Linked DNA regions of Mus musculus: region 1 is linked to region 2. A link is a contact called in public HiChIP or PLAC-seq data. All regions are on one chromosome and are shown on one strand. The core of a region is the stretch at or near the end of the contact, and the rest is flanking DNA. Distances in the headings are between cores, read along the strand shown. Region 1 has its middle 4.5 kb from the start of n-TQctg3. Region 2 holds the start of H4c14 (H4 clustered histone 14).

The links. HiChIP or PLAC-seq counts read pairs in DNA pulled down with a chosen protein or histone mark.
Region 1: an H3K4me3 HiChIP or PLAC-seq map of forebrain shows a contact between it and region 2, with 3 times the contacts expected there. The contact joins the enhancer-like site here to the promoter of H4c14 in region 2. A contact is called at or near these places in 9 of 39 promoter capture datasets (cranial neural crest, embryonic stem cells, frontonasal cranial neural crest and 5 more), 4 of 15 datasets of contacts at CTCF or cohesin (CD8 T cells, embryonic stem cells, large pre-B cells and 1 more), 3 of 484 Hi-C or Micro-C datasets (the G1E-ER4 cell line, bone marrow-derived macrophages and nephron progenitors), 26 of 115 datasets of contacts at active chromatin or transcription factors (the SCID.adh cell line, SST interneurons, T-cell acute lymphoblastic leukemia and 19 more) and 3 of 9 other capture datasets (adipose tissue, liver and pancreatic islet).

The regions. Positions count from the first base shown.
Region 1 is chr3:96,473,358-96,476,493 of GRCm38.p6, forward strand. No RefSeq gene overlaps it. Among named protein-coding and RNA genes, the nearest start is that of n-TQctg3, 4.5 kb to the right of the region's middle. Within about 2 kb of position 1,849, at least 17 of the 459 cell types and tissues checked have an H3K27ac peak or open chromatin away from gene starts, as enhancers often do.
Region 2 is chr3:96,261,793-96,265,037 of GRCm38.p6, forward strand. It overlaps H4c14 (H4 clustered histone 14), which reads right to left and starts at 1,525. Exons shown (of 1, transcript NM_033596.3): 1 at 1,142-1,525. The coding sequence starts at 1,512. The coding sequence ends at 1,201.

The DNA of each region.
Region 1 (3,136 bases), core at 599-3,098, 210 kb after region 2:
GAGATTTGCCTGCCTCTGCTTCCAAAATGCTACCATGAAATGTGTGCTCCACCATGCCTGCCCATTTTTCAATCTTTTTCTCTATGTATCTTTTTAAAAGATTTATTTATTTATTCATTTTATGTATATGAATACACTGTAGCTGTCTTCAGACACACCAGAAGAGGGCATCCAATCCCATTACAGATGGTTGTGAGCGGTTGGTAGGAATTGAACTCAGGACCTCTGGAAGAGCAGTCAGTGCTCTTAACCATTCCAGCTCTCTTAAACTTTTTAAAGGGCCGTTGAGACCTTTCAATACAGTCTCCCATGCTGCAGTGACCCCTCAACCATAAAGCCATTATGGTTGCTACTTCATAACTGTAATTTTGCTACTGTTATGAATGGTAATGTAAATATCTGATATGCAGGATATCTGATCCTCCTTCCCTGCCGTCAGCCCCCTCCCCCAGGCTAGTCCTCTCAGGATCTGAGTGAGTAGAACACCACAATAAAAAATAAATAAATAGCCGGGCAGTGGTGGCACATGCCTTTAATCCCAGCACTTGGGAGGCAGAGGCAGGTGGATTTCTGAGTTCAAGGCCAGCCTGGTCTACAGAGTGAGTTCCAGGACAGCCAGGACTACACATAGAAACCCTGTCTCAAAAAACCAAAAGCAAATAAATAAATAAATAAAGATAAAAGTACAGTTATTGAAGAATCTTGAAGCATCTTGGGAGTTTCTGTTCAAAAATACAACAGTGAGTCTGTGTGCCTGTGCACTGTGGTCCTCTGATGCACCTCCTCCTGGGGTAAGGCCAGAGAGTCGCCCTGCCCTAGGTCAGCGAGAGCTGGGAGAAAGTTTGTTGTGCAGGCACGGAAACAAAGTAACACGACACAGCTGGGAACACAGGAGCAGGACTGGGTACCACCCCTGGGCAAGATGCATTTGCAGAACATGATATAAACGCCATCGTGTGATGGTGGTATACCCATCTCTCCACTATTGAAGCAAACACCCGCAGGAGTCACCAATGACAGTGTTGGAAAAGACTGCGGTAGCTTGGCTTTTAATCATAAACCAGGAAAGGGGAAACTGGACAATTCGTATTTAAAGAGAAAAAAAACTTTCCCCCCAAACATAATAGAAAGACACTGGCTATATCTCCAGAACTCTCTGGGCAGAAATAGAGGATTTTGAGTTCAAGACCAGCTTGACAATCAACCCTCAGTGTTTATACTGATGATCCCCTCTATGTAAAACAGTGCTAGAAAAATCACTCGATTTTTCTGGCCTGAGGCTATGGACAAATTACAATTGGTCAGAGGTTTTTTTTTTTTTTGTTTTTTTTTTTTTTCTGTATCTCAGGAATTTTGTTGTTGTTGTTAGACAAGGTCTCACTGTGCAGCCCTGGCTGGCACGGAACTCACAGAGGCCTCTTGCCTCGGTCTCCCGAATGCTGGAATTAAAGGCGTGAGTGCATCTTTGTAAAAATAATGTGCTACCAGCTGCAGTTAAAAACGGAAGCACCGCGGGTAGCTACTCTAAAGGAACGTGAATTTTCCGAATCCCACCACCCGGTAACTGATTTTGCCACCCGCGGTCAGCGCAGGAAGCTTCGGTGTCCCCTGGGCCCCGCAAGCCTCGAGTCCACTTCTCAAGCTCGTGGGAATGGAATGAACCCCCTGCGTCCCACCGCCACCGGGAGATCCCAGGGATCCAACAGGGCTCTGCGAAGAAGCCCAAGTGCGCTTTAGGGTCGGGTACTTTGCAGACCACGAGTACGGACGCGCGAGGGACTGGTCACGCTGGGCGTGTGCTGGAGCCTCTGCGCAGTGCGCGTGGGGCAGGCGGGCAGTGCGGTGCGGGTGCTCAGGGAGGCGAGACGGGAGGGGCGGGGAACGGTGGACAGGGCAGAGCATCAGTCGCGGCTGTAGGAGGTGAAGGAATGTTTTTTGTTTTTGTTTTTTAGTGGGGCATAGAATGGGAGGAAGAGGAGGACAGGGGAGTCTGCATGGGGAAGGAGCGACGACCTTTACCTGTCTGAATTTTTAAAGGCAGCCACCGACTGTTACACTTAACCTTTGACTGACTGTAAAAAAGCCGCGTCTTTGTGGGTGTTTCGGTAGCTCGCGGTGATCGCTCAGTTGCTAGCTAGTACTCTGCTTTGTGGCCACAGTAATGTGGATTCGAGTCCAAGCCAAGTTAAGTAGTTTCTGTGTGGTTAAACAGGCCATCTCTGTCCACTCTTCTCACCACCTGGCGCTGGACTAAGACCACAGTGCATGTGGCTGAGTTGAAAAGACAACTGAGGCCCTGCAACTGCCTTGGCCTTTTCTGAGAGAAGTGTTAAGAACCAAGAAAGGAGGGACTGCCTTACAGCCATCCTCACTGAGGTCTTGCTTAGCAGCCTGACCATTGTTCTTTTCTGTCTTGGATATTTTTAAATACTGGGTTTTCCTTCTTAAGACAAATCACAAATAAGATGAAACTTTCTACGTCAATTGAGTATTTTGGAAAACTTTCAATACAGGTAATAAAATTAAGCCGGACATTGTGGCTGATACCTGTAACTCCAATACTTGGGAGGCTGAGGCTGATGCTTATGTGAAGTTCCAAGCCAGCCTGAGATACATAGTGAAACCCTGCTCCTCCCCCTGAAAAATTCCAAAAAGGAAAGAGAATGGCATGTCCAGGTTGTTCCCCCCCCCCCCCCGGTAAATCGAGCAGAATTGTATGACTATCTGGTGCTTTGCTGGTGAGTTGGACACAAAGAATTGCCCCCTTTTTCCTTCCCTATTGTGATAAATACCCTGGCAAGGTCCATTTAAGTGAGAAAAAGTTAATTTTAGTTCACAGATCCAGGTTACAGTCCATTGTTTTGTGCAAGTCACAGTGGTTGGAACTTGAGGCAACTAATCACTTTGCATCCTTAGTAAAGAAAGAGGAACCAATCAATGGACGAATGCTAGATCTCTCTCTCCACTTTCATCCAGTTCAGGACACTGCTAAAGAATGATGATGCCACACAGTGGGCAGGTCTTCGACTCTCAATCTAATCAGGATAATCCCCACAAACATGCTCACAGGCCAGTCTGATCCAGCTGAGACCGTCATTCTGTAGCCCTGACATTTGGGGCTACAGAAGACCTTCCC
Region 2 (3,245 bases), core at 275-2,774:
CACCATGTGGTTGCTGAGATTTGAGCTCAGGACCTCTCAGTCCCCTCTCCAACCCTCAAGGGGTTTTTTGTTTGTTTGCTTGCTTGCTTTGTTTTGTTGTTTTGTTTGTGACAGGGTCTTGTGGTTCAGGCTTTCCCCCAAACCATGCAGAAGTGGTCCTTGAACCCCTAACCCTTGTTTCCTCCCTGACTTGCTGGGATTATAGCTGTCACCACCTGGCTTGCTTATGTTATGGGACATTAAAATGTCGTTGCAATTGTATCCCAGCAGAGCTTCGATCCCAGTCCACTATTTCCTAGATCCATGCCTAAACTGAGGAGTTTTGCGAGGACTTTTGGGGGTCCTGCTTGGTGTTTAATTGTAAAGACACCGGAGACATCTGGATACAATAAAGCTGTTGGCCTGTTTGCTGAGACAGTCCCTCAGCTAACCCATCTACCTAACCCGACCGACTTCTTGCCACTGTGTCCCACCACGTGTCTCTTTAAATCCCTGTTCCGTTCTTGTCCCTGCTTGTCTCCCGCCTGTCCGGCCCAAGCTTCTGCTGCCAGCTCTTTATTCTGCAGGAGGCCATACGCCTAACTCTTCCACTGAGCCAATCAGCAGCAGGACAACGCCCGGTCTCTCTTACGTAGCCTTTTGGCGCAGAGGGTTACGTGACCTCCATCTAGGCAGCTAGCTTTCTAACATGGCCTGAAGAAAATCTTTTGGGAAGATGAGGAAGGATAAAAGGTGGGTTGTGGGGCCATAGAAACAATACCAAATATCCGGTCAAGCACAGCCACTCATTGGAAACACAGGGACACAGCCACATAGCCATTTGATGTGTGGACATAGGTCATCCCATCCAAAGGGTCTCCTTATTGCAATTCTGCTCCAAACAGCTAAAGAAAATCTTAGCCAGTCTCTTGACCTGACAACCAGCTCACACACTAAGTAGGAATTAAAATTCCCAGTGTGAGCTATCCTGCTGGATGCTATCTATCCGCCGTGGTATAGAAACTTAAGTGGATGGCTCTAAAAGCGGAACACCTAGTAGCGTTGAGTCACAAGGAAAACTAGCGTCTTTACCTTACCGAGTCTAAACCCACGGTTATTACCTGTACAACCCAAGTCAGTGTCAGCTCTCCTGAAGAGACTGTGGTTGGCCCTAAAAAGGGCCGTTAGGGATGGGGGGGGGGGGAATTGAAGCGGCGGCGTCTAGCCTCCGAAGCCGTAGAGGGTGCGGCCCTGGCGCTTGAGAGCGTACACCACATCCATAGCGGTGACGGTCTTGCGCTTGGCGTGCTCGGTGTAGGTGACTGCGTCGCGGATGACGTTCTCCAGGAACACCTTCAGCACACCACGGGTCTCCTCGTAGATGAGGCCGGAGATGCGCTTGACCCCACCGCGCCGAGCCAGGCGGCGGATGGCGGGCTTGGTGATACCCTGGATGTTGTCACGCAAGACTTTGCGATGGCGCTTGGCGCCACCCTTGCCTAGACCCTTTCCACCCTTTCCTCTGCCAGACATGGCTAATGTAATCTGAAACACCAGCTGGTGAGGCATTGGAGGTGGAGTGCCACTAATATATGAGAGGATCGGACCAGATTGAAAACTGAAAGCGCGCGGGCGGGAACCTTTCTAAATTATCCGGGCTCTGGATGTTGCATCATCTTCCTGTTTTTCTTTTCTCTTCTCTGCCCTCTACCGGTTCCTTACAGTCTCAAGCCTTTATTTTTTTATTTTCGATTTTCTTAATTATGGTGCCGAAGTCCCTCGGAGAATTCAGATTCCTCCAAATAAAACTTAGAGATAACACAGACTTTAGAAAGCACTGACGCTAAAAAGACAAAAGACCGGAGAAAGAGAAAGTTAGAGATGAGGGGGGAGTGCGCTGCACTGAAGGGCCCGGAGCTCCTGTTAGGTAAAAACCGCAGCAAAAGTTCCAGTAACCAGCGTGACAATCGAAAGCAGAGGACCCAGGAATGTGTGTGGAAGGGAAAGGTCGCGGGCGTTTCTGCGTACAGTCGCCTGTTTCGTTGATAGAGACACATTATTCAGATCAAGCAGAAACTAGATCATAGGAAAACTGAGGATGCCGCCGATCCTTTTCACCGAGGTCAGTGGGTTTCCACGCTCTTCTACCCAAAGGCCCGCTGACTAGCCGAGCAGCCCGGGAATGCTGCTACGCTCGTTTCCACAAGTCCTTTGAGGCCCGCCCTTTGTTTTCAGTTATTCCAAACTGTCTCTACTATGCAGTAGACTAAAATTCACTTTTTCAAGTGTGTGTCTGCTTTATACAGTGACGCCCTGGGAAATGAACTGGAGTCTGTACTTCTAGTATGTCCGTCGTTCCCAGGGCCACCCATAGAAGAATCTTGAGAAAGCATTCTGCATCAGAAAGAACGGTAGTGGGTTGGTTGGGACTTGTTTTTAAAGTGATCTGATAGGCCTTGTTCTGACTGTTCCTTTATTCTAACATCTATATGTGCTCATGAATCCCCACCACCACCACCACCACCTTTTTTCTATCCAGATTTTCTGGCTCCAGACATGTAGATAGATGTAGGTTTTGAGTCACCTTAGGCTGGGGGCTCAGACTCCCCTCTCAACTCAAATGTTTTAAACCTAAGACCTGTGAATTGTAGATCTTAGAGGGAAGAGAGCTCCCTCCTACCCCAGTAACCCTGGGCAGTCATACACGTCTCTTGATGGATAGATCCTGTTTGTAGACATGCCTCCATGCCCAAACTAGCACCCTAGAATTCAGAGCCTCTCCATCCCGCAGCCGCTGTTTTCTCATTCCCATGGCGACCCCTGGAAGCTGTGTTGCTTCATATCTCTGTATTGTGCGGACTTCTCCACATCCTTGACTATGTCCCTAATGGGATGTGATTTCTGTGTCTTCTTTCTTTTTAAGGTGAAGTGCAGTAGAGGCTCAATAGTTGTTTATGGGTGGACAGCTCCTGCCTTTGCCTCTTTCCTTGTAAAATAAAACAACCACGTGCCAGGCTGACAGGGCTTTGGTACCAGGGCCTGAGGCAGACTCAGAGTCTACCATCTTTTCAGGTGAAGGGAATCAAGAATATTCTCCTACTTCGGACATGAGAATCATTTTGAGCAGAAGGGTTGAGATTTGTTTAAGAGTGGAACCTGCAAAAGATATCAATATTTTATCCTGTTTGCAGAAAATCCTGAGTGGGAAAGGGGGTGGGAAGGGAGTAGGGAAGGGGGTGTGGACAGGGGTGGGCAACAATAACGTT